6 separate regions of the Mus musculus genome follow, and regions 2, 3, 4, 5 and 6 are each linked to region 1. A link is a contact called in public HiChIP or PLAC-seq and promoter capture Hi-C data. All regions are on one chromosome and are shown on one strand. The core of a region is the stretch at or near the end of the contact, and the rest is flanking DNA. Distances in the headings are between cores, read along the strand shown.

The links. Promoter capture Hi-C pulls out the DNA fragments that hold promoters and counts their contacts. HiChIP or PLAC-seq counts read pairs in DNA pulled down with a chosen protein or histone mark.
Region 2: an H3K4me3 HiChIP or PLAC-seq map of bone marrow-derived macrophages shows a contact between it and region 1, with 3 times the contacts expected there. The contact joins the enhancer-like site here to the promoter of Rhobtb2 in region 1. A contact is called at or near these places in 7 of 39 promoter capture datasets (the C10 cell line, the HPC-7 cell line, cranial neural crest and 3 more), 3 of 115 datasets of contacts at active chromatin or transcription factors (bone marrow-derived macrophages, large pre-B cells and pro-B cells) and 1 of 9 other capture datasets (pancreatic islet).
Region 3: an H3K4me3 HiChIP or PLAC-seq map of embryonic stem cells shows a contact between it and region 1, with 2.9 times the contacts expected there. The contact joins the enhancer-like site here to the promoter of Rhobtb2 in region 1. A contact is called at or near these places in 5 of 39 promoter capture datasets (the C10 cell line, cranial neural crest, frontonasal cranial neural crest and 2 more), 2 of 484 Hi-C or Micro-C datasets (bone marrow-derived macrophages and embryonic stem cells), 5 of 115 datasets of contacts at active chromatin or transcription factors (astrocytes, bone marrow-derived macrophages, embryonic basal ganglia and 1 more) and 2 of 9 other capture datasets (adipose tissue and embryonic tail).
Region 4: a promoter capture Hi-C map of hematopoietic stem and progenitor cells shows a contact between it and region 1. The contact joins the promoter of 9930012K11Rik here to the promoter of Rhobtb2 in region 1. A contact is called at or near these places in 16 of 39 promoter capture datasets (the 3T3-L1 cell line, the C10 cell line, the HPC-7 cell line and 11 more), 5 of 484 Hi-C or Micro-C datasets (B cells, the G1E-ER4 cell line, Th1 cells and 2 more), 21 of 115 datasets of contacts at active chromatin or transcription factors (the 230-238 cell line, the NIH/3T3 cell line, the SCID.adh cell line and 13 more) and 5 of 9 other capture datasets (adipose tissue, embryonic stem cells, embryonic trunk and 2 more).
Region 5: an H3K4me3 HiChIP or PLAC-seq map of forebrain shows a contact between it and region 1, with 6 times the contacts expected there. The contact joins the enhancer-like site here to the promoter of Rhobtb2 in region 1. A contact is called at or near these places in 8 of 39 promoter capture datasets (the C10 cell line, cranial neural crest, embryonic stem cells and 5 more), 5 of 484 Hi-C or Micro-C datasets (bone marrow-derived macrophages, cerebral cortex, cortical neurons and 1 more), 15 of 115 datasets of contacts at active chromatin or transcription factors (the 230-238 cell line, acute myeloid leukemia, bone marrow-derived macrophages and 12 more) and 4 of 9 other capture datasets (adipose tissue, embryonic stem cells, liver and 1 more).
Region 6: a promoter capture Hi-C map of neural stem cells shows a contact between it and region 1. The contact joins the promoter of Egr3 here to the promoter of Rhobtb2 in region 1. A contact is called at or near these places in 11 of 39 promoter capture datasets (the 3T3-L1 cell line, the C10 cell line, cranial neural crest and 8 more), 7 of 484 Hi-C or Micro-C datasets (CD4 T cells, cerebral cortex, embryonic stem cells and 4 more), 10 of 115 datasets of contacts at active chromatin or transcription factors (bone marrow-derived macrophages, effector CD8 T cells, embryonic forebrain and 5 more) and 3 of 9 other capture datasets (adipose tissue, liver and pancreatic islet).

The regions. Positions count from the first base shown.
Region 1 is chr14:69,803,825-69,807,997 of GRCm38.p6, reverse strand. It overlaps Rhobtb2 (Rho-related BTB domain containing 2), which reads left to right and starts at 2,453. Exons shown (of 10, transcript NM_153514.5): 1 at 2,453-2,961.
Region 2 is chr14:70,307,082-70,311,254 of GRCm38.p6, reverse strand. It overlaps Slc39a14 (solute carrier family 39 (zinc transporter), member 14), which reads left to right. Exons shown (of 10, transcript NM_144808.4): 6 at 280-399; 7 at 984-1,172; 8 at 1,290-1,497; 9 at 2,421-2,605. Among named protein-coding and RNA genes, the nearest start is that of Ppp3cc, 20 kb to the right of the region's middle. Within about 2 kb of position 2,439, at least 42 of the 459 cell types and tissues checked have an H3K27ac peak or open chromatin away from gene starts, as enhancers often do. A contact at or near this core is called in bone marrow-derived macrophages, where this site is marked.
Region 3 is chr14:70,239,922-70,244,094 of GRCm38.p6, reverse strand. It overlaps Ppp3cc (protein phosphatase 3, catalytic subunit, gamma isoform), which reads left to right. Exons shown (of 14, transcript NM_008915.3): 7 at 3,114-3,191; 8 at 3,272-3,366. Among named protein-coding and RNA genes, the nearest start is that of Gm33790, 6.7 kb to the left of the region's middle. Within about 2 kb of position 2,459, at least 144 of the 459 cell types and tissues checked have an H3K27ac peak or open chromatin away from gene starts, as enhancers often do. A contact at or near this core is called in adipose tissue, embryonic basal ganglia, embryonic stem cells and 2 more, where this site is marked.
Region 4 is chr14:70,157,404-70,161,576 of GRCm38.p6, reverse strand. 9930012K11Rik (RIKEN cDNA 9930012K11 gene) reads left to right here and starts at 2,075. Exons shown (of 7, transcript NM_001112735.1): 1 at 2,075-2,245; 2 at 3,923-4,173. The coding sequence starts at 2,197.
Region 5 is chr14:70,128,667-70,132,839 of GRCm38.p6, reverse strand. Bin3 (bridging integrator 3) reads right to left here. Exons shown (of 9, transcript NM_021328.4): 5 at 3,854-3,990; 6 at 3,282-3,322. Among named protein-coding and RNA genes, the nearest start is that of Ccar2, 23 kb to the left of the region's middle. Within about 2 kb of position 1,864, at least 39 of the 459 cell types and tissues checked have an H3K27ac peak or open chromatin away from gene starts, as enhancers often do. A contact at or near this core is called in acute myeloid leukemia, where this site is marked.
Region 6 is chr14:70,074,827-70,078,999 of GRCm38.p6, reverse strand. It overlaps Egr3 (early growth response 3), which reads right to left and starts at 1,683. Exons shown (of 2, transcript NM_018781.4): 1 at 1,402-1,683; 2 at 1-104. The coding sequence starts at 1,555.

The DNA of each region.
Region 1 (4,173 bases), core at 1,204-3,703:
TCCGTTTGATGAAGCCATTTTCACGATTGTGGGTCCCACCTCTCAGATGACTTTAACTTGTGTTAAGTTAACATAAAACTATCCAGCACAACTTCTGTGTGAAGAAAAGTTGCAAGTAGAGACTGGGACTGTGCACCCAGGTAAGGGCGGTGATTCAGGCCACCTCTCCAGCTAGCTACTGGCCCAGCTCTGGTCACTCTACTGACTATGAGCAGGTTTAAAACTTTGACATTTGCATTGGTCCAAGACTGGGCCCCAAACCTGCATGACCCAGCCAGGCCGGCTTTCTCTCCCATTGGCTAGAGTGTCACAGGCTCGGCGGCACACACTCTAGCTACCCTCTAGCAAAGGAGAGGCCTATTTGCCTGCTCAGCACTGTACAAGTGACATACTATGGGACACATGAAAGGTGATACCAGAGCACCCAGGTGGCAGAACTGGGTAGAGAGACTAGGGTCTGGGAGGGGAGGGGCCCTTGCCTGCTGTAGGAACCTGGAGAGGTTTTGTATAATCACTCTTAGGAGCATAAGCAATGAAGTGAAACTCTTCTGTGTCAAATGCAGAGGAAGAACATACCTGAGCAAAGCTTGCTTGCTTGCCTGCCCGCCTGCCTGCCTTCCTTCCTTCCTTCCTTCCTTCCTTCCTTTCGAAACAGGGTTTCTCTGTATAGCCCTGGATGTCCTAGAACTCACTCTGTAGACCAGGCTGGCCTTGAACTCAGAAATCAGCCTGCCTCTGCCTCCCAAATGCTGGGATTAAAGGCGTGTGCCACCACGCCCGGCTTCTACCTTCTTTCTTTTCTTTTTTTTTTAAGATAGATTTATTTATTTATTTATTTATTATACATAAGTACACTGTAGCTGTCTTCAGACACACCAGAAGAGGGCGTCAGATCTCATTATGGGTGGTTGTGAGCCACCATGTGGTTACTGGGATTTGAACTCATGACCTTCAGAAGAGCAGTCAGTGCTCTTATCCGCTGAGCCATCTCACTAGCCCCTACCTTCTTTCTTAAACATGCCTTTGAACTAGTATTTGTTTTATGAAGGCAGAATCTGAACAGGAAGTGTGAGGAAGCACTTCCAGTCACTGTCAACCTTCTCTTCCGCTCTGGGTAGGTGTTGGAGGCCAGGGACAGTAAAGTATCTGCCTACTGCACAATGATTAAACGAACCTGAGTACACACTTACTACAGGCGCCCTGGTGAGCAACTTTCTGTCCTAGGCACTCACAGACAGGGCATATTTCAGACAATACAAACTGAGTATTTATTTGCTTATAGCAGGGTCTCCCTACATCAGCCATATTGACCTCAAACTTTCCATCCTCCTGCCTCAATCCTATCAATGCTGGGGTTAGAGGTGTGTATTTTGGCCAAAAATCCAGTTTTTATTTGACTTTGGAGAGGGGTAGTAAACCTCTCTTTTATATCATATTTTGCATAAACCAACATTAAAACAGATCTGCATTCTCAAAAAGGACATTGGAAGTGTGATAGGGGAGGTTGCTGTGTGAAGTTTGCCAGGCTGCTTTAAAAAAAACTGTCCAGAGAGAATTGGTAAGATGTGTAATTCCTAGCAGTCCCGACCAATCTATGGAACCCAGCCTTGACCGGGGACCGCAGACGCTTCCTTCCGATGAACAGAATGGATGGCATTAGACTCAACCCATTTTTATTTTAGGGTTTAGAGATAAGGTTTTGCTTTGTAGCCCAGGTTAGTCTTGCACTTATGACAATTTTTCTGTCTCACCCACCCAAGTGCTGGGGATGACAGTCACTATATTTAGAGCACCCACAGAGGACTTAGGTAGGGATTCTCTGGCTAATATTTCCTTGGCATTCTTTGCAAAGTTATGGAGATTCTACTGAACTCTCTTTGACAACAGGTTGGGATGGGAACCTCTAAAGAAGGTCTAGGTGGCAGACAGGTCAAAAAGTACGGGTATCCATACAGAAAACTCACTAAGAGCTACAGAAGTCGGAGCTGCAGGGATAATGAAAAAAGAAAGGTCCCCCAGTACTCGGAGCAGCTGTGTGCGGGGTAGAGGCTTGGTTGAATTAGGGAGAAACAGGAAAATCTTCCCGTGGCCCTCTGACTTGCATTCTCAGGGCGCACCGCCGGATGAGTTTCTTCCTAGCCTCCTGGGGAAAACTATCCTGAGAGTCCTGCAAGGTTTTGAGACTGGCGAGGTCAGCTGCTGGCCATTCGTGGCTCCCAGGGGAAAAGGGAGGAGGTGCAAAACCAGGAGAGGAGCGGGAGGCGTTCCCGGGATCGGGGGCGTGTCTCGGGCGTGGCCTCTGGGTGTCCAATCCCCATCGCTCCGCTCTCCACCAACCACACGCCGCTGTGGGCAGTCCTTGTCACAGCAACCGTTCCTGGGTGCAGTTTTTTTCCTTTTTTTTTTTTTTTCTTTTTTTTTTTTTAATCCCTCTCCCCTCCAACCCCCCCAACTTTGCTTTTTTTGTGAATGAAAAAAGGAGGTCGTGAGCGGTCTCGGGGACTGCGGCGCTCGGCGTCTTAAGGCTGCGCGCGTGCGGCGGCCTCACCCGGCGCCTCGCTCTCTAGCGCGCCGCCCGCAACCTCCGCAGCGCAGCCGGGCGGCGGCGCGGCCCAGCGGCCGGAGGTCGGAGCGGCGGCGCGCAACCCGGCTCCGCGAGCCTCCATGACATTGGGCGCCCGGGTCGCGCGGAGATGCTGATCCGGAAGAGGCAGTGGCTGCAGTGCAGCGCCCCAGGCTGCTCACGTGCCGCGGTCCGACCAGGGCTCCTGTGCCAGAGTTTCTTCTGATCGTACCTGAACCGGGACCCCAGGAGTCTGGGTCTCCAGCACAGAGCAGCAGCGTCGGCGGCGCCCCAACTTGCACGCGCAGAGTGACCCCAGACATCTCACTAAAATGAGCGTGCTTAGCAGGAAGAGATGTGTTCCCTACACTAGAAATTACCCCGTCACATGTAGTGGTGTAAGTACACGATTGATTTCTATTATGGCCGGGTTGCAAGCAAACGTGCCACCTCGCCTTGGCTCATCCTTCAGCACCCTCCCCTCTCCTCCCTGCGTCCCTCCTGCCTTCCCCTGAGCTCCACTCTTCCCTTGGGCACTTGCTGAGTCTGCACAGTTCAGAGGGAAGAGAAACTAACCTTTCTTGGGTGTTTTTAGGGGAGAACTACATGTTTTGCATCGGTGTGTCGTGCCCCTCCCCCTTCCCTATTTATTTCATTAAAAAAAAATTGTGTGTGCAGAGCGGCATGTCAGGAGGGAAATAAGAGGTTCAGAGTGGTAGAGGTGTACCTTTTTCCTTTTTCTTTTACTTTCCTTTCTTTTCTTTCTTTCTTTAAAAAAACAAAAACAAAAACAAAAAACAGTACAATTGCGGTGTTTGCTGCCGGCAGTGGAGCTAGCTGATTCTTTGAAGTCAACTCCACTGTGGTCTGTCCAGCTGAGTTTTGGCAAACTACTGGTGGAATTCTTGAGCTTTCTTTGTTAATGTTCGGGTAGCCTAGGGTTGAAAAGGTTTATCCTGTATTTAGGCTTCTGTTTCTGTTAATGTGATCATTTAAGATCCCTTTGGGCCTTGCTTTACGTTTTCTGCGTGGGGAGGGAGGATCCACCCCTCCACCTTCGCCCATATTACAATGTCAGCGTCCACAGTGGGAGCTCCTTTAACTCCAAACCGACCTTTCCTTTGCTCCTCTCCTCCCGAGTCTTCCTTTCTATCCACCTTCCTTGCTTTTTACTTTCATTTTCTCGATTTTCCTCCCTTTCACGTTTTTTTTTTTTTTTTTGTAAGATGCAGGATGTGGGATATTGGTTGCTAGGAGACAAGCCAGGCTCCCAGGGAGATTGTCGTTTCCTTGACAACCAGACTAGGGCAGCCACAGATGAACAAGCCTCCTATCAGCTGTGGGAGGGAAAGGGGGGCTTTTGAGCTCTGCAAACAGTGTGTGTAGGGGTGCGGGGGTGGGAATGGGAGCCCTTGAGGTTTGTGGGTAATCCGAGCACACCTTCGGATCTGTCCTGGACAGAGCACAAAGAACTGGGGAAGCTGACGTGCAGGACACTGTTTGTGAAGGGGGGGGGGGGTAACTTGGGGACAAGAGTTGGGGAGGAAATCTCAGTGGCTTCAGGATTGTCAAGGGGGTGGAATCAGTGAATTGGAGGTTGTGATACCCTG
Region 2 (4,173 bases), core at 1,190-3,689, 500 kb before region 1:
TAGCTTAGTGGTAAGGTGATTGCCTAGCAAACCCAAGGTCCTGGATCCAAATGCCCAGGATCAGAAAAGCCTAAAGACAGCCTGCCTTTTGTATCCAAAGAGAATATGCAGGCACCAGGCTAGTGCTGGCGAGTCAGGGGAATGCAGAGGCTAGGTTTCTGCTGGCCGGAGAATGGGCAGCCAGCAGACTGCCCGTCTCCCAGAGTGGAGAGTGGTAAGCAGATGAGAGCCGCTGAAGGCTTATGTTTGTAAACTCATTCTGTTTTCCTGCGCCCACAGGCTTTTGGCTTCAACCCTCAGGACAATTACGTCTCCAAGTCTGCAGTGGTGTTTGGGGGTTTCTACCTTTTCTTTTTCACAGAAAAGATCCTGAAGATGCTCTTGAAGCAGAAAAACGAGGTGAGGCCCAGTTGTTAATGATGACCTATCCAGTGGAAAACCCTAACCTCGAAAACAAAAGTGCTGACGTGGGTCGGTGGGGTGTAGCAGCGCGTGACGGCGCTTGCAGAGCAAGCCTGGCATTCTCTCTATAGAGGACAGTAAAGAGGTTTGGTTACAAGCATCCAGGAACAGCTCTGACTGGTGTAGCTCCTGTATAAGAGGCCTCCTGTCGCTGGCATGGGGTCACTGCCTGTTAGAGTTGAATGAAGTGGCCATCTTAAAAGAGCAACCTAAGAACTTAGAGTAGTGGTCACCTCACTGGATTGGGTGACAGCAGGAGACTTCTTTGCCTACTAGAAAGTCCCTGTCTTTGTATGTGTTGCCACCGGCTATACCAATTTCTCTACGTCCCTGTGTGTGACCTGCTCAGTTTCCTTGGATATAGGAATAAGCTCTTCCCCAGCCTTGGCGTGCTTCCTCCAAGTGGTGGGCGCCGGGCTGGGCTGGGCTGGGCTGGGCTGGGCTGGGCTGGGCTGGGCTGGGCTGGGCTGGGCTGGGCTGGCAGTTTTGATCAGTAACACTGCTCACTCTTCCTACCCTAGCACCATCACGGGCATAACCATTTTACCTCCGAGACACTTCCTTCCAAGAAGGACCAGGAGGAGGGTGTGACCGAGAAGCTACAGAACGGGGACCTGGATCACATGATCCCTCAGCACTGCAACAGCGAGCTGGATGGCAAGGCGCCTGGCACGGACGAGAAGGTCATTGTCAACTCCATGTCTGTGCAGGTCAGCAGCCCTGAGTGCCCCCGGGGAAGCCTCGACACAGAAGCCACGCCTTTGTGAGTCAGGCTCTCCGGAGGTCACTCTGTAACCTGAAGTCCACTGGTGTGTCCTTTCTCATAGGACCTGCAGGCATCCCAGAGTGCTTGCTACTGGCTCAAGGGGGTCCGCTACTCTGATATCGGGACCTTGGCCTGGATGATCACCCTGAGCGATGGGCTCCACAATTTCATCGATGGCCTGGCTATTGGTGCCTCCTTCACTGTGTCTGTCTTCCAAGGCATCAGCACGTCAGTGGCCATTCTCTGTGAGGAATTCCCTCATGAGCTGGGTGAGTGCTTAGTCCCTGTCCCCGTGTTCCAGCTGTCTCAGTTTTTGTCTGAGACACCGAGACACCCTTCTTGCATCACATCCCTGCTGCTCCTCCCACCTCCACCACAGCACTCACTGAATTAACGCCCTGTCTCGCTAACTCTGGAATTATAACAGTGGAGCATAGCTTAGAACTATAGAGGTTCTTACAGGGAGATTTTTATCCCATGAGCCCTGTGTCCTGTGGCTTAATTTTCCCACCTGTATAGCATGATTAATACCTACACCTGCCTTTTAGAATCATCAAGGGGATTATAGGCAAACAAATGTTGAAAAGGACTTGCCAGGTGCCACACAGTATTGTGGCTACTCAGTAAAGATCCCCTCTTTATGTCCTGCATCCTGTAGAAGCTAGAAAGCATGTCATGTGAATGAAGCAGAAAAGCCAGCGCCTAGGGGTGCGTGTAGTTTTATCAAGGGAGTCTAAGAAGCCATGACTCAGGACCCAGTGACAACACGGGCTCCTAACTTTGGCATTTATTGGCTTGAGCACTAATTTCTCCCTCTCTCAAGTCTGGTCCTGACCGTGCCATCCGTTAGGAGACAGGGAGCTATTTTCATTTCACCATCAGTCAAAAAAGAAGTGAGGATGTTGCTGGTTGGTTATAGACATTTAAAGTCCTGTGGATTATTTTCAGCCTCTGTGTGGGGAGCGATGAGGCCGGTGCTGGTTGCTTATGTTCTTCCAGAAGTCTATGAGGGCTTTGCAGCCTCTGTGCTGCGAGGTCATGGCCAGGATTGGAAGATGGGTGTGCCTTTATCCCAATACCACCTGAGAATGAGATTTTCACCCGCACATGCTTCACCCGTAGCTGAAGCAGTCCCATTCATTAGTGTCGTGCGTCCTGACTCAGCCCGCTTCCTGTTCTCATGCCATTGCAGGAGACTTCGTCATCCTGCTCAATGCTGGCATGAGCATCCAGCAGGCTCTCTTCTTCAACTTCCTCTCTGCCTGCTGCTGCTATTTGGGTCTGGCCTTTGGCATCCTGGCTGGCAGCCACTTCTCTGCAAACTGGATTTTTGCACTGGCTGGAGGAATGTTCTTGTATATTGCCCTAGCCGATATGGTAAGTGCTGTGGTTTCTGGTTGCCTCTTGGACAGGAGGGCAGCTAAAGGCCACACGTTCGGGTGTGTTTGGTTTTTAATTCTTTACATTGATATGTGTGTAGATGCGTGATAATTCTCATGGGAAACAACTTGTGGGACTTGGTTCTCTTTATGTCATGGGTTCCTAAGATGGGACTAGGCACCTAATGCTCTGTCACACGGAGCCATCTTGTCAGCCCAAGATTTTGTTTTTTGTATTGGCTTTATTGAAGTCTCTTTCACACTCAACCCAATTCACTGATTTTAAGAAGTAACAATTCAGGGTTAGAGAGATGGCTCAGCTGTTAAGAGCACTGGCTGCTCTTGAAGAGAACCCAGGTTTGATTCCTAGCTACAGTCCCAGGGGATCCTACTTCTTGTGTTCCACAAGGGCCCAAGCATCCATGTGGTACACAGACATACAGGCAGCTAAAGCACCTACATATAGCATACACGCATCGAATAAATTTTTTAAATCTAAAATGATATAATAATCTGACCTTTTCAATGCAGCATTCGGGGTTTTTGTTTGGGTTTGCATGAGACAAGAGTCTCACTCTGTAGCCCAGGCTGGTCTCAAAGTCATTGCAGCCCTGCCCCTACCCACCAGATGTTGGGCAGACAGGTGTAAACTACTATACCCAGAAGTCATTGGGTTTTAAAGGGAGAACTTTGGTCTCTCTATTAGCATTTCACTATAGAAAATTGACCATACTCAGGCTAGGGTCCTTATTTCAGTTTGATGGAAAAGGTGTGCTGTGTAGACAGAAAGAAAAGAGGGAGTGAGAAAGAAAAGGCATCACTTAGACTTTTGTCTACCACAAGTTAATGGTAACCTTATGGATGTCCTTTTAAGTTTTAATTAATAAGTTCATATATAAGTGCTGTATTTATATCATTTACCTCCCCCCAACTCCTGTGGCCCCCACCACCACCTTGCTCCCTCTCAAATGCACAGTCTTTTCTCTCTAATTATTATTGAGAGATATAAGAATACACATATAGGGCTGGCAAGATGGCTCAGCAAGTAAGAGCACTAACTGCTCTTCTGAAGGTCCTGAGTTCAAATCCCAGCAACCACATGGTGGCTCACAACCACCTGTAATGAGACCTGACGCCCTTTTCTGGTGTGTCTGAAGACAGCTACGGTGACTTATGTAATATAATATAATAATATAATATAATAATAATAATAAGTAAACCTTAGGGTCAGAGCAAGCAGGGACTGAGTGAGCGGAGTTGACCAGAATGAGCAGAGGTCCTAAAAAATTCAATTCCCGACAACCACATGAAGGCTCACATCCATCTGTACAGCTACAGTGTACTCATATACATGAAGTAAATAATAATAAAAATCTTTTAAAAAAAAGAATGCACATACACACACACATATATATAATATACAAACTTCCAAGTCCATTTGATGTTGCTCGTCTGTACATATGTACTGGATTCCCAATCAGGGAGCTTATCCCTGAGGAAGACTGGCTTCTCTGCATCTGAGTAGTCACTAACTAATTGTCTATAACTCTTCATTTAGGGGCGGGG
Region 3 (4,173 bases), core at 1,210-3,709, 440 kb before region 1:
CTGGAAGTTATTGTCCTAAAGTTCACATGTGAGCTCTTGGTATGGTTTGCCAAGCCTAAATAAATAAATAAATAAAGTAGAGAAAATAAAGACATTGAAATCTAAACTAATTTTAATTCCACTGTTTTATTATGACAAATTTAGTTCTTTAAAAATCTTGCTAACTGGTTAAGATAATACAGTAATTAAATGATACATATGTATAAAAGAAGCCTTAATTTGCCCCTAAACATTTTTAAAATAATCGTTTTGAATTCTACTCTGCCATCTATCTTTCTAGTGACTTATTTACTGAAACAATTTAACTTTTCCCTCTTATGATGTTGCTTAAGGACTTAGCATTATTGGCCAAATGTCATTTGTTACAGTTCCTGTGGTCACCTGCCAACACCTCTTACAACACAGGCCTTCCACCCAGAAATTCTCCTCCTAACACTTGGCTTGCAGCTATCCCCATACTCACCTGAGTTCCCTGCATCCCAGTCCGTCCTCACAGAGCTCTTATAGCATTGGTGGACACACTTGGCAGAACAACAGATGCACCTGAGCCAGCCCATACGGCGCAGGCTTACAGCTGACATTAGAAGTCATGCGCTGACTCTTGTTTTTAGTCTTTTTTTCTCTTTTGTTTTACGTGTAGGAGTGTTTTGCTCACATGTATGTTTCTGTACCACATGTCTTCCTGGTATCCATGGGGGCCAGAACCCCTAGAACTGGAATTACAGATGTGGGTGCTAAGAACCAAACCCAGATCTTCTCCAAGAGCAGCTCTTAATCACTGAGCCATCTCTCCACCCCCACCTCACAGTTTTGTTTCTGTTTCTGCACTTTTCTGTCAGCAGTCTTTTTCAGTGTTGATAATGGTATCACACAAAGTGCTGTCCAGTGTCCGTGAGCAAAGCAGACTGTAGTGTAACTTACAGAGATTTGTCAAGTGTGAGTTGTGTTCCTGGCCATGAGTTCAATGTTAATGATTCAATCTTATATTTACATAAAATATCATTATGCAAGAAAACATCGGAAACACTTAAGTGGTTGATGAAAATATGGCCAGAGGCTCCTAGGAATCTTAAACCTCATACGGAACCTAGGAACAATGTCTCATGGCATGAATCCTTGGCCGTGGGCTCTACCAGAATTCCACAGCCTCCTACCTCATTCCTAAGGCCTTCTCAAAACTGCTTCACAGTCTATGAATGGCTAACAGACCATTCATTGTTCCTATGCCAGTCAAGAGGGGGACTTCCTGTTCCGAAATTGTGATAATGTCATATATAGGTGATCTTAAAATTATACATTTTCCACTGAGCATAGTAAAAAGAAAATTGCCCCCTTTTTCTCAGACAGGATCCCGTGCATCCCAGGCTGGTCTCAAACTTACTATGTAGGAAAAGACAGCCTTGAACTTCTGCTTCTTCTGTCTCACCTCCCAAGTACTGGGGTTACATGCGCAGCATCCCTAAAATATGGTGTATAGGGGTTGGACCCCGGAATTTGTATGCTGCACAAGCAGTAGACCAGCTTAGTTATATCCCAATTCAAGAAAGAAATACTTTCTAAAAGATAAGTAAGTAACAGCTACAAATTCTGATGGTAATTTTATATCCTAGTTCTTCCTGGTTGTCAAACAGAAGTTCAAAAAAAAAAAGACCATTTTAGGAGTATATGCAGATATCATTAGAGTATGGTGGTCTATAATATTTATATCTACTCCTGAGATAGCCATGCATAGTACTATCTTGCTATTGATATTACATATAAAGTTATAAGTAGATTCTTTTAATTTTTCTAAAGGTTTGATGATTTAAGAAAAGCATGCACTAATTTTGTAGGACCTACTGTATACACATACATGCATACATGGAGTTGTGATACATCTTCGTATCAAAATACCAACATTTTTGATCCTAATACTAGTAGTGTTAAGGTAAAATAAATTAAAAGATGGAGAAACTTTCTATTCTAAGGTGTCTTCTTCAAGTTTGATAGTAGTGTGAAATAGAAATCACTGGTTTCTGAGCTTTTTTTTTTTTTTTTTTAATCGAAATTGAATATAATATACTCGACAGACAGACATAGAGTGTTTTTCCTCTGGGCTGGAGGAGTTACTCATTAGACCTGCTTCCTGTCCTCTCAAGGATTCTCGGAGAGGCCTGGGTTTAAGACGCTCTGAGGAGGGAGGTTGTGAGGGAGGAGCTGGTTTCTGAGCTTTTAATAAAAGTTCAGTCGTAGGGCTGGAGAGATGGTTCCGTGGTTGAGAGCACTGGCTGTTTTTCCAGAAGGCCTGGGTGGAGGCACAATGTTATTGTGCAGTGTTTGAAGATTATCCATGTATTTTTCAAGTGCTGATTTCTCTGCCTCCACGTCTGGTTGCAATCCTGACATGGCATTGTAATACTTACTTTAAGACTCTCCTCCTGCCTCTGTGATGTGATGCTCCTTATTGATTCTCTGGTCTGTCAATAAAAGCTGATCAGCCAATGATTGGGCAGAGGAGGGAATGGGGCTGGACTTCCGATGCCAGCCAGGGGGGAGGGTCGGGGGAGGGGAGAAAGGGCGATGGGAAGTGGGATTCACTCAGAGGAGAGGGAGGGTGGAGGGGACCTTGAGAACACACCTGGAGCTGAGCGACCCAGAGCAGTGCTAAAATACAAGGATCTTGGGGGTTCGGGCTGGGAGGGAGCCAGAATATTTTAGAGGATTAAAACAGATTAATATTGACCAGCTATTGTGGTGTAAAGCTTGATTAAACAAGACTTACAGTATCATCTCATTGATTTGGAAGCTAGTCAGGGTAAAGAAAAAAATTATCACTCTGATGGCTCTAACACCTAGGTTCAGTTCCCAGCGCTCATGGTGGTTCGTAATTGTCTGTAACTCCAGAGTCATGGGATCTGCCACCCTCCTTTGGCCTCTGTGGGAACTAGACCCTCAGATGGTGCATATCCATACAAGTAGGCAAAAGCCTCATAGAATAAAGTAAATCTTTAAAATTGCAGAGTCCATAGTCTCTGTAATCTTAAAACAACTCTCAGATTGGGTGTTCTGTTTCTTCCTATTAAAACATAACTGCTATAATTCCATATTTAGGTTTTTCTCATTTTCTTTTTCAGTTACCCTGCAGTTTGTGAATTTTTACAGAACAACAGTTTATTATCAATAATCAGAGCCCATGAAGCCCAGGATGCGGGGTAGGTTGCACTTAGACCTCACCTTCCTGCAGATTTTACTTTTAGTGTAAAAATGCCTGAGTTCATATCTCCTTTTTCAGGTACCGAATGTATAGGAAGAACCAAGCAACTGGCTTTCCGTCACTTATTACGATTTTCTCTGCCCCTAATTACCTAGATGTCTATAACAATAAAGGTAAAGAAGTCCAGCAATATCTTAGTGTGAATTGTTAGTAACTGTGAGCTCTACTTTAATTTTGTGTTTTATTTTATTATTGTGTTCATTTGCTTATTTTTATTTTTTGGCTCTGTGGATGGAACCCAGGTCCTTGTGTTTGTGAAGCAGGCACTCTACCCCTGAGCTATATCCTGGACACCTATTTTTAAGTACAAAATTCAGTCAGATAAGAAGGTCTTGGGTAAGGGGTGAGGCTTTGTAGTAAAGCATGTGTTTAGCATGGGGAAGGCCTTAGCGACACTCTCTGGTATCTTACTCTGCTCTGCACCAGCTCCCCAAGAATCTGACATCTCTACCTCTCTCTCCCCAACTCCTCTTCTGATTTGTTCTGTTTTGAGACAAGGTTTTGCTATGTAATGCAGACTGGCTTTGAACTTGGGGTCCTCGTGCTTCATCTCCCAAGTGTTAGGGTTACAGGTATGCACTCCCATTCCTAGATGAAGAAGAGATCTTATTGGGAAAAAAAGGTCAGTAAGTTTAGAATGTAAGCTGCTGCTTGTCCTTCATCTCCTGAGAGATTAGGCTCTTTGGGAGCATATTTGTTTAGTATTTTAAAATGGGATCTCACTGTACAACCCAGACCAGCTTCAAACTCCCACCCTACTTTGGCCTCCCTAGTGCTGGGATTAAACATCCACCATCATACCTGGCTCTCCATTAGGTGGGTGGTTGGTTGGTTTGGAGACAGGGTTTCTCTGTGTAGCCCTGGCTGTCCTGGAACTCACTCTGTAGGCCAGGCTGGCCTAAATTTGAAGATTCACCTGC
Region 4 (4,173 bases), core at 826-3,325, 350 kb before region 1:
CACAGGTTGAGAACCACTGCTGTAGAGCATTCTGCATGTACTGTGGATGTTTGTACCTCCTCTCTGCGCTATCTGCATCCTCCCAGCTCAGAGGCAAGCATTGCTGGCACCCTCATTCTACAAATGAAGAGCCTGTGGACAGGGAGAACTTCTAGTTAGTAAGGGAAGGACCCAAACCAGAACCTGTTGTTTTCGGGTGCTTGATCTCTGTTCACTTGTCCCCTTAGTCAAGCGTGGTGTTTTCAGGGAGCCAGCTTCCTGAACTTGGGACTTCTCCACTGGAGGCAGAAGGACCACGGCCATGGATGGACTGCCTGAAGGAGCAACAGACGGTAGAGCTGTGATGCTTCTTGCAGTTTACTCCAAAGGGACATGATTTTTCAGGTGGAGGTGGCCAAGAAAAGAGACCTAGGTAATGGCAGGTACTGCAGGGACACACAAGCCTTGGGGTAATGAAGGACTGGCTGGGTTATGAATTAGCTTCAGTCAGGACATTAGATGCAGAAGGAAGCCTAGCCCACTACCTCAGGTCCAGTTCCCATGAAGGCTGTGACAGATCAGACCTGGCCCAGCCTTGCACAAAGGGGCGGGGCCCTATCTGGGAGGGAGTGTATGTTGAGGAGTGTATTTAGTGGGGTGTGTGTGGGTTCTTTGTGCTGAGACACTGCATTCCTGCTGGCCTGGCTTCCTGTTTCTAGATGCATTCCTGACCCTAGTCACCAGGGATACTGCTGCTTGGAATCTGGGCCCCACATTTTCCAAATTCAGGGCAAAATTAGGCAAAGGATACCCCTGTTTTACTTCCCTACAGCTTCACCTTGGGGGGGTGGGAGCCACCTGGCTTGGCTGGAGAAGCTTGCTTCTCTGGATCTTCTTGGGCTTGGAGAAGGCAGTTCTGCCAGGTCCAGCATCCTGTTTCCCTCATTATATTTGAAGGACAGGCATGGGGGTGGGGTGGAGCAGCCAGCAACCCTGGGAACTCATGCTGCAGGAAAAGGGCTTGACCTAAACAGCAAGGTTCTGAAGATGACAGAGGACTGCAACTCAGCTCTCATCTTGTAACGGGGGTTGGGGGGATGGGGGAGTGGGAGAGTGGAGGAGGTTGTGGGGCTCAGTTTGCCAACTTCATAGTACTGCAATTTGCATTGTTGGTGGCTCTCTGACAAAGGAACCAGCGGAGAGCTTTAGAAGATGGGATCAAGGAAGAAGCAAGGAGAGGGGCGGGCGACTTCCGGTGACTCTGGCTCTCAGTCTCTTCTCCAGGTCACCCATATTTGCCTCTAGGGCATTTGAGGCCAGCTGAGATTTCCCAGTCCTTATTGGCTTCAGAGAAAGGGGATGTTTCCCTAGAAGCCCCAGTACCATCTGGTCACCTGGTAGTTGGCCATCAGCTGCTTCCTGGGCTCCTTTTTAGAATGGGGTAGGGGTAGAATGGAACCGGGCCGAGGGTGGTGGCTGCTAGGGTCAGGGAAGCATTTAAACTTCTGCTCAGCCTCCAGGCTGTGGTTCACCTCCTGCCCACAGCCTGCAGACCCAGCCACCACACGCCTACAGCAGCACCCAGATAAGACAGGCCTGGGCTAGGTAAGGGGTTCTTAAGGAGCTCTGGACACAGGTTTTCCCAGGGCGCAGAACCCTTTCCCCTTCCTGACAGGCTGAGGGACCTGCCCTCAAGTTATACAGCTGTGAGGCCGGATGCAGCCCTAGTCTGCCTTCTTCCCTCCGCCAGCACTGTGGGGTTCCATTTCCTTCCGGGCTGTTGTGCAGTGCAGCTCCGCATTAGTAAGGTTCCAAGCTGCAGCAGCAGGAACACAGGCAACTCGAGCAGTGTGTGTGTGTGTGTGTGTGTGTGTGTGTGTGTCTCGGGGTGGGGAGCGGTGACCTCTCGCAGCCAGCCGGCTAAAGCCCTCGAGTGGGTACACTCTCCTCCAAGAGCACTTAATTGGGGCACTTCTGCTGCAAGGGCTGGGGATATGAGCCTAGGGAAGGCAGTCTCCAGACTGATGATGCCTAGGTCAGTGCCCTCCACCTGCGTGCCGCGCCCCGCCCCGCCCCGCCCCCCGCAGGGAGTGTCCTGGAACCACGCCCATCTGGGCAGGGATCCACGGGCAGAGCCGCTCCAGCACAGCTAGGGACTTGGGGACGCCCGAGATCACTCCGGTGCCGCTGCAGCGGTTTCCACGTCTGGAACACGCCATGCTGAGCCGGCGCCGCGTCTTTGCGGTGGAGCGACTTGGCGGCCGGGGTGAGTCGCGTTGCCTCCCACCCTGGGGTCGTCTCCTATTCTCCAGCCCCGCTCAAGCGGCGTCCACCGGCCGCGCCCCCTTGCTTCCTTGCTTTGAAGGAGTCGAGTGAATAGGCTTGGGACGCCATACACAGCGCAGATCCTCCGGGATTTGCAGGCCAATCACCCATCACCCACATTCTATGGTCCGTCGTCTCCTTTCCCCCTAATTCCCATTGTGGAAGCTTCTTCTATCCGAGGTTGGGTGGCTCCGATATTCTTGCCCCAGCCAGCAATCCTGCAAGCCCCTTGGTGGCCACAAACCCATTTCTCAGGGATGGTTGCCGGGTTTAGGCTTCCTGGTACACTTCCTGATCCAGAGGGGACGGGCTGGCATCCTCTTCCCGCCAAAGCTGCCCAAGCTTCTGCCCGATGCCCATAGACCACCTAGGCCATCATAACCCCTGGCACAAAGGTGGTAATAAGTGGATGCTAACCAAAGGGGCGAGGAGATTCGTGCCTATAATCCCAGCACTTGGGAGGATTCGTGCCTATAATCCCAGCACTGAGGCAGGAGGAATACTGGGAGTTCAAGGGCAGTTGAGGATACAGAGTAAAACACTGTTTCAAAACAAACAAAACAAAACAAAACAAAACCAAAGTCAGTTTCCTTGTTTTACTTAGTTTATACTTAAAAGGTTTTTGTTGTTGTTTAAATTTTTTACTTTTGTCTGATTTACCTGTGTGGACTGGATGGGGAAGTCAAACGAGGGGCTCAGAGCCCTTGGATTGGAGTTTCGAACACCCATGTAGGTGCTGGGAACCCAAGACCCACCCAAGACCCACCCAACGCCCATCTTCTGGAAAAGTAGTATTTTAAAATACTGAATCATTGATCCAACTCCAAAAACTTCCATTTGTCACATGATCATCCTTTCTTGCTTAAAAAAACAAAATTATTCTAAATGATTATAATTGCCAGCCGGGCATGGTGGCACATGCCTTTAATCCCAGCACTTGGGAGGCAGAGACAGGCGAATTTCTGAGTTCAAGGCCAGCCTGGTCTAGAGAGTGAGTTCCAGGACAACCTGGAACACAGAGAAACCCTTGGGGAGGGGGCATTGTTTTTATTGCTGCTGCTGCTATTTCTGTTTTGCAGTGTGAGGATGGGACCCAGTGCCCTGTGTGTGCACTCTCTGAAAGCTCTCACAGGGTCACATCTCAGCCCCAGTTGCTGTCATTTTTACCAGTGTCCTCATAAACTCTAGGCGATACCTCATTCTGCTTCCTGGTGTGTCAGGGACTCCAGATAGCACTGTGTAGCCCCGTCCTTCACTTCGCTCTTTCTCCCTCCCATATCCAGGAAGTCCGAGGCACTTAGACTTGATTGTTTCAGGTGAATCTTAGTTAAGGGTCTCTTAAGCTATCTGCATTGCTGTTTGTCATGACTTGCAAGGACTTTGCCTACCACATGCTGGAAGTGTAGGTTTCTGTTGGCTGTCAACAATTGTTATAAGAACCCTATCTATACATCTTCCAAGCAAGGCTGGAACTTTATCCCAGTGGGGATGGGGTTGTCCTGTGTCTTTGTTCACCACTGGTACAGGACACACCTCCTCAAGGGAATGCTGTTGAGTGCTAGGAATGCTGGAGGCGTTGAGGGCATCCTGCCCAGCTTGATACGGATTCTCCTTACAGATGGGGCCTTTGAGGACCTGGCACAAGGCTGTGTGGTGCCAGGAGTCACTTGCACCTACAGACGGATACCAGACAACACTCACGAATGTTCACTGGACTTCAGGGAGGGACAGAATGAGCTGAGAGGTCTGGAGAGACAGATGCCACTTCTGAAACTGGCTTCCCAGGACTCGGGCATGGAGATGGTTGTTGGGGACAGCTCCTTGGCTACCTTATCAGGACTTTCTCAAGATTCTCTGAACCTTGAGCCC
Region 5 (4,173 bases), core at 615-3,114, 330 kb before region 1:
ACAGGAGGTAGAGGTGGAGTACATTGGAATTCACCTATGGGGGGTGAGGGTGCATCACCAGGAACAAACCAGTACATGAAGGGTGTCTTGCAGGTGTGAAATGGCACCTTGGTGCAATGTTAGTTGGTCTTACATGCTAGTCTCAGCAAAACAGACCTCAGCTCATGGTCCTGGCCCCTTTCTATGGTTGTCATCTTTTAAGACCAAGTCACACCGACCAGGAACACTAATACTATTGTGACAGGGACAGTTCATGAAGGGCACAGTGCAAGTGCACATGGAAGGGCAGAGATGGGAGACCAAGTCTGCCACAGACCAGGGGTTACAGCCTTGGGGAGTGTGGTGTCTACACAGCACTACTTAATCAAGATCACTACCCTCTGCAGGTGCAACGGGCTCTGCTGCCCCGGCTAGTGGCTCCTGACTCTTGAGTACTCACAGGTCTTCCTTAGATCTCGTCTCCTACAGCAGTGCTTCTCAATCAAATTAAGATTTGATCAAGCTACGAGGATTGTCAGTAGCTCAGGCAACTGTAGTTGAATCGATAATAATGGGAAATGCGGGTAGCTTTGGACCTGGGACCGGGAGTCCCTGAGACAAGGGACAGGTGTCATGTTCTTTTCATCTGAGGGGGCTATTAATGTCACTCACAGGAAGAGTGCTTGTCTGTCCCAAGGTGATGGGGGAAGGAATTCCTGTTCATTTTCTTATTTTCAACGTCTCAGGCGTGGACAGGTCTTGCCAGGTACCTGATATCAGGATCCCCTCTCCATGGGGTCTAGCTAGGGTTGGGGTGCTGATGTGGAAGGTTAGGACTGGTAGAGGCTGGTCCTCTGTGTCTGGACTTTCCCCAGGTTCCTGCTGCCCTCCCGGACAAGGATGACACATGGGCCCAGCTCTCCTTAAAGAGCAAAGCTTGCAGTTTTTAACTGTCTTCTTCAAAGGCGCATGGTGAAAAAGTCCAATCCTCTGCGAGTCTCAGGTGTCCCTTGAGAAGTAGTGGTAAGAGGTGGGCGTCCTCTGCTCCCTGGCCCTGCTCAAATCATACATCCTCATACTCCATGCCCACTTAGTTCACCTAGCTCTGCTCTTAGGTACCAACTCTACCACACCAAGGAATCAGCTTGGCTTGCTTTCTACAGAGGAAATGGACACAGGCCAGCGTGGGTGGCTGGGACACTCCTGCTCAATATGGCAGCACGCACACCTGACCCACCTTCCCGAGTTCCAAGTCTCTAAGTGCTTAGATCTGATTCCCACTGATTTCCAGAGATGGGAGGTGGACCTAGGTCTACATCAGGGTTTTCAGGGCCCCCAACCTAGGAGGCACCCATTTCTTGACTGGCATAGGATTGAACACGAAGCTCACTCCCCAGGGAGATAAAGCGTGGGGTGAAGAGAGAGTGGGGAGGGAAAGAGGCCGGCTGGGAGGTGGGCTGGGAGCAGCCGGCCTGGTGGGGAATGCCTGCCATTCCTCATCTGTGCCCACACACCCGGGATCTTCCACCCACCAGGAAAGGGAAATTGAAAGCATCCCCATCCGACATGTGAACAACCAGGGACTGGGGGATTAGAGACCGAGCCCCCTTGGCAGGGGATACTGGGGGCGACAGGGTGGCCATGATCTTCATTAGAGGACAGGAAAGCTGCAGTTTCCTGTTTCCGGTGCTGGGGTCCCTGGGAGCTTCGCTCCTGGCACAAGGAAACAAGTGGGGAGGAGGGAACAGGCAGCGGTGGTTTCTGTGGTCATGGGGGGTTGTATGCTGGCTGTGGGTTGCAGAAGCCAGCCAGGCAGCCAGGCCTGAGGCTCATACAGAGGTCAGCGGATCCATGGCGGAGATGGTGGCCGCCCCCTCTGCCACGCCCCCACCTTCCTGGCAGGTGGTGGGCCACTAGCATGGTGGGAAGCAGCCGGGGTTTCTCTCCACTTGGCTGAAGAAGCCAGGGATCCGATTTCAATGCCGCCTCGTTGGTTGTGAAATCGAGAAGGTAGTCAACCCCCTAGTTCTCTGAGCTGGCAGTCCTGCCATATTCTGCCAGCTCTGGGTGCCTGAGGCTGCCTCTGGACCCCTGCATCTCAGGCACACCAGAGTTTTGTGTACAGAGGTACTTCCCTCTGAGATCCCTCCATCCAGCTCTGAGACCAGGCCAAATGAACAGCCCCTCTGCACTAAGGGCCCCATGTAGGGTCCCCTGGTTTGGAGATGAACTCTGACCAAGAGGCAGGGGTGTGAAATCCCAGGCTGCTGAGGCTGGGGTGGTGGGCATGGGTCAGGCCTGGCCTTATGGCAAGCCGCAGGTGGCTCTGAGTGTCCAGTGTTGGGGAGGAGCACTAAGAAAACTAGGAGGGCTTTTCCTAATCCCACCCCTGGATCTGAACAGGGAAAGGAATAACTCAGCACTCCCCGACACCCAAAGACTATAGGATCAGAAACTGCTTTCTTCATCTCCCTCCAGCTTGATCTGGCCTAATGATAATGAAGCAGAGGCTCACTGCCCAGGCCTGGCAAGGCAGCTGCCAGGGACCACCACGGCCGAGGTAATAAAGTGCAGCTGCTGGTGCAGAGCGGGAGCCTTTCTAGGTCAGAGCAGGCTGGGAGAGGCCAGGAGAGAGGAAGCACTCAAGAGCTTCAAGGCAAAGCTTGGACCAGCCTCCTCCCCTGGGGACCCACAAGACAAACCTGTCTGATCCTTGACCAGGGCCTGCAGGACCAAAAAAAAAAAAAAAAAAAAAAAAAGAGTCTCCCAGAATTCCTTGCTCTCACAGGTCATGAGTGAGGGGACCTTCACAAGCAGGATGAGGTGGTGGTGGTGGCGGTGGTGGCTGCTGCTCGCCCTTCCCCATGTGCGGCCACCCCCACGTTTCCAACACAAAGTGCTGCAGGCAGCTGCATCCCAGGCCGGCTGGGAGATGAAAGGCCTTGCTCATGTCTGTTGAGTGCTGGCCAGAATCTCTACAGTTGAAATCAGCCAGCACTGGGCCTCCTGGGGGCCCAACCAGAGGCAAAAGGGGAAGGGGCCAAACGACCACCAGGGCAGTGCCTGGCACCATAGAAATTAGCAGTTCCCTGTTCCTAGACTGTGCCTGGGCAGTGCTGGAGTCCTGGAACAACCAGGAGCCTCAGCCACGGGACAGGCTGTATGGCTGGTGTCCCTGTTGTTTCTTGTCATGGGAAGCTGTGGCCACACTGCTAGACATGGTCTTTGGCTTCCGAGTGGCTAGCTGACCTGCTGTCCCCACAAGTACTGTGAGGCCCACTGCCTTGGATGGCCTTACTCACTTTTTCAGAGGTTCAATCACTGTCTTTTGGATCTGGTTCACCTGTCAAAGGAAAGGTACAGATTCAGACTCTTCCTAGAAGAGGAGGTCCCACGTTCCTCACAGGCCACACTGCTAGACATGCTCCTTGACTTCCAAGTGGCTAGCTGATCTGCTGTCTCCTGAGAACTGGGGAAGAGGGGATGGGGCGGGACAGGCGGTATAGTATCCATATTCTGCTGCCAGAGGAGGCAGAGAGGCCAACCAGGAATCCCAAGGGCCACACCTAGGGCTGGGTCTAGTTTCAGGTTAACATATTTCCTATCAGTGCTATTGGCAAAGATTTGTTATAGCCTTGCTCAGTGTGAAAGGATGGATGGGTGGGCAGAGCTGCCCTGCAGAGCACAGCTGACATCTGTAAGCGCAGAGACAGGGGCGTCTGAGCAGGCTGGTTTGGGAAGAGATGGGCTTGAGGCTATCAGGCTTTAGAAGGTTGAAGCCCAGTACCACTTTCGACCTATGGTCACTGCATCTAGCTAGGTCCAAGGGGAAAGAGGTGAGGAGCATAGGCCACTGGCACCAAGACCTGGTCACCTTCTCCTGGTTGAAGGCATCCATCCGTTTCATGGCTGTGTCTAGGGCTGTCACCATGTGCAGAAAGTCCTGGTCCTGCTCACACAGTGGGTTGGACAGTAGGTCCTGGGATATCTTCACAGCAGATTTGGACATGGCTGTAAGAAGTTAAAGGCTCTGTGAGCTCCCAGAGGGACAGGGTTAAAGGTCTCCTTAATGTTCCTGACCTCAGCACCTCTGCCTATGCTATAGCTACCAGAACAGCGCAAAAAGCCCTATGACATGGTCCTGTGTTTCCCACAACTCCTACGAGTGCAGTGCTGAATCACTGGATAGCAAAA
Region 6 (4,173 bases), core at 434-2,933, 270 kb before region 1:
CAAGTAGGTCACGGTCTTGTTGCCGGGGGCTGGCTGGAAAGAGCTCGAATAAGAGAGTTCCGGATTGGGCTTCTCGTTGGTCAGACCGATGTCCATCACATTCTCTGCGGAGAGCGGGGGAGAGAGGGGAGGGGTGAGTGAAGCCGAGCCGGCTCCCGGCCGCGGCGCCCAGGTCCTTGCCCAGGAGTAGAGGGTGCGGCCGGCTGGAGTGCGCAGCGCGTGGGGTAAGAGGAACGCCGAGCCCGGCGCAAAGCGGGCGGTGCCGCGCTCCCCGGCGCAACCTGGATACAGCAAAATACTACGGATCGGGGTGTGGAGTGGCTCCGGCACACACACCGCACACGCCGCGCACACACTCACGTACCACACACAGACACGCACGCGCGCAAGAGAGCATTGTTGTTCTTCCCGAGGTGGGGCGGACAGGTAGCTGCAGCTACAGGTAGTTTCAGACCCGGAGCGCGCCCGGCTCTCGCTCTCCAGCACACACAACTCGGCCTCTTCCCCCGGCCCTGTCTACTCCAAGACGCCGCGCCTTCATGCCCCAAGCGAGGTCCCCCTACGCGCGCTGAGCCCGGGTGGCCGACCCAAAGAGCTTCGACGCTTTTGTCCTCGGAGCGCAGAAGGGTGCCGCCCGTAAAGGGAGCCTCTCCCGGCCCCAGTCTCCTCCCGGCCTGAAGGAGCTTTCTGCTCGGGCTGGAGGGGAAAAGCCTAAACCCAGCTAAGGAGAGTGGAGAGCGGCGGAAAACCAGCCCATGTCTCCACGGCGGGAGCGGCCGCCGTTCCCAAGCTCCCGGGTCCCAGGATCGCCCCCGGTGGCAAACCCTTTCCCCCGCCCCGTGGGTGAGCCCCCTCCCTCTCCCCACCGTCCCCACACCCCCAATGGCTTTGCTGAACGCCCCGGAAAGGCAGCGTCGCAGTACCTCTCCCACCGTGGGGACTCCACGCCGCACATGGCTCCATCCCGGGTGGGAGGCTGAGGGAGTAAGGAGGGGGGAGAGCGCGGGTGAAAAAGACGCTGGGCTCCTCCCGAGAAAGGGGGCTACAGCACCACGCCTTGCACGCAGCCCAGCGATCGGGCCCCCTGCGTGGGGAGGGAGAACCCCAGAGCTGCTCGCACCTACCTCCCTCCAGTCGGCGGCTGCCCCCACCCGGGAGAACCGAAGCCTCAACCGTGGCGTCTCCAACCAAGCCTTCCCGATCTCGGAGGGCGGGAGGAGTGGGTGGGAAAAGCAACTCGCCCCCCAGAAAATTCCCAGCGCGCCCCCCATCTTTCCATCCGTCTCTCCATCCATCCATTTCTGCATCCATCGATATGTGCATCCATCGCTAGCTCGCTCCCTCCTCCTCGTCCTCCCCCTTTCCTTCCTCGCTGCCTCGCCGCCTCACCGCCACCCTTACCTGTAGCCATCTGATTGTAATGGGCTACCGAGTCGCTGCTGCCGGAGAAGAGGTTGAGCGCGCTGGGGATCTCCTCGGGGTACAGATTGTCAGGCAATTGATTTAGCAAACTGCTCATGGTCACCGGCAGCTTCTCGGCGAGTTTGCCGGTCATAGCACTCCCGAGCTACCGCCGCCACCGCCGCCGCCGCCACCGCCGCCGCCGCCTGTTCCTAACGCAGCTTCCAGGCGAGCGGCATCCGAGAGGCGATCCGTGGTGCAGGGGAAAAGCATGCGAGAGGGAAAGTTCGGAGGGAGGGGGGAGTGAAAAGGGGAAGGGGTGGGTCAGGGGAGGGGATCTATTCTTTTTTGGAGGGGTGGATGGGAGAGGGGCAAAGAGGGTAATCCTCTCGGGTGCCTCGGCTGGTGCGGTGCGACGCTGGGTCGTGGGGGTGGGGTGGGGCGTGTGCGAGGAGTGGGATGGGGGCTGGGCTGGGGGGGTGATCTAGGCTCCAGGGGGTCAGACGCGGCTTCAGTATTGATCTCACAGACACGAGCCCGCCGACCCCCCCCGCCCCCCGATCTGCCACAGCCGCCGCCGCCGCTGCCGCCGCCACCTCCTCTGCTGCTGCTGCCGCCGCCGCTGCTATCACCACCAACCAGCCCCGCCGCTTCCTAGCTAGCTCACTGCTGCCCAAAAGCTCCCAGCCAGGGAACTCCACCAGTCTATTTATCTGAGCCCCGGGAAAGCTCCGTGACGTAGCTGCCCATATATGGACAGACAAAGCCCAGCCGAAGGGGCGCGACGTCACAATGGAAGCTCCTCACAATGGAACATTAGAAAGCAGGAAGCGGGCCGCAGCCAACGTGCAGCGCCCGCACCGCTCTCCGTTCTTTAAAAAAAAAAAAAAAAAAAAAAAAAAAGTCAATTAGATTAGAAAGAAGGAAAGCGAGAAGAGAAAAAAGAAAGAGGGACGAAGCCGAATGCAAAGCGCGCGATGCGCAGTGCACAGTTGAAAAACCCTGTAACTAAACATGTAGGTTTTTATTTGAGGACAGCATTAGAGACAGAATTTAGTCGTTGGAGGAGTGGAGTTGTTTGCAATTGGTCTCCAGCACTCCCAGCATTTAGAAAGAGTTCAGTACACCAGGACACAGGTTCCTTAGCAGTCTAGGAATGGGAGAGGTGACCGCTTCAAGCCAGGCTCCCCCACACAACTTCTGTCTTTCCTTCTTATCCTTGACTGGATTCAGATGGAGAGATGAAGTATTTTCCTTTGGGGAAGGGGTTCTAATGTCCTAAGGCTTCTTATTCTTGGACACTTAGAACTTTCGTGCGGACATCATTCTGATTCACCGCCCGCAGCCCCGGCCCCTCCCTTGGGGTTCCTGACCCCGCGCTGACTCTCAGTTGAGCGCAGTGGCCCGGGAATGTGTAGCGGATTAGCTAGTTGCGCAGTGGGCAAGAACTTTTAGGGGCGAGGGTATGAGGGTTTTGTTGTTGTTGTTGTTGTTGTGGAGATTAGGAAAGAGTGAAGTTTAGGGGATAGAAAACACGTGCACCAAATAATTCCCAGATAAATTCCCTAACGGTTCTAAAGCAAACCCCTTTGGCCACAGGATGGCAGGAGGGCCCAGCAGGCCGGGGCACAGTCGCTATCTACTGCAGCCGGCGAAGGGCTTGCGGCTGAGTTACTGCGGGAAGATGTGAAACCCACAGATTCTAAGCCACCAAGGCGGTCTCCTCCAGTCTCTACTCTCTGTCTCCCGCAGGGTTGTCCTCATTGCTGCCTGAGGGTGCCTTGCAGTCAAGGGCGGCCCCCTGTGCCGACCCAGGGTGCTGTCACCTCGACAGCGGATCCCGGGGGTGGGTGATGTGTTCCCCGAGGCCTGCTCCTGAAGCGCGCAGCCTGGCTGAGAGCGAGGGGGAGGAGAGGGAGGGAGCACGGAGGCGCGACCCCGAATCACACCGGGTTGGCGGGGGAGGATTCCCTCCTCAGTGGCCGCGTGGGCGCGGTGAATCCCGCGGCCCCCGCTGGAGAGTCGGGGTTGGGGGAACTTGCATCTCTCAGGGGGAGTGGGAGTGTTGACAAGAAGGAAGAGAGGATCCCCGGGCCTCACGCCGTGGGAGGTCCATGCGGGGCCGGGGGACGCGTGGGAGGAACTCCCTAGCTGCGCATTGTGATGGGGGTGGATGACAACCTCACTCCCTCTTCCCTCCCCTCAGTTTGGAGGAGAACATTGGGTGGGAAGGGCCCAGACTCCCCCGGATCTCCTCTAGCTCTTAGGGAAGGAGGGATTCCCGCCGCCCGTGAGCCCCCATCTCTGCCACCCCCACCTCCTCTCCCTCCAGGCTACCCATTCCTGTGCTCTAGAGGCTTTGCGCCCCCGGGTTCTCCTCCGCCCGCGCGGCGCGGGGAGACTGCGCGCTGCAGCGGTCCCGGGCTTCGGCCGGAATCAGGGCATGCAGCGCTTCCCGCCCCCGGCTCCATCCCTGGAGGGGGGAGCGGCTGGTCAGGGGCGTGGGCGGCGGTGTGAGCCTAGCTGGGTGCGGGAGGGGCCTCCGCGGCTGCAGGGAGGGTCGCGGGGCAGCGGGCCAAGCCGGGAAGAGCCATACAAGGAGCGGATCCGGTGACGCGCCGGCCGCGCCCCTTCTCCTGCTCTATTTGGCTGCAGATTCCGGTCCCCGGATTTGCATATTTTGGCATCCAGTGGAAAAGGGAAGAACGGAACCCGCAGCCTTTAAAGGAACCGCACAGACTGTAGCGTCACCTAGAGAGGCGGTCTGGCGGG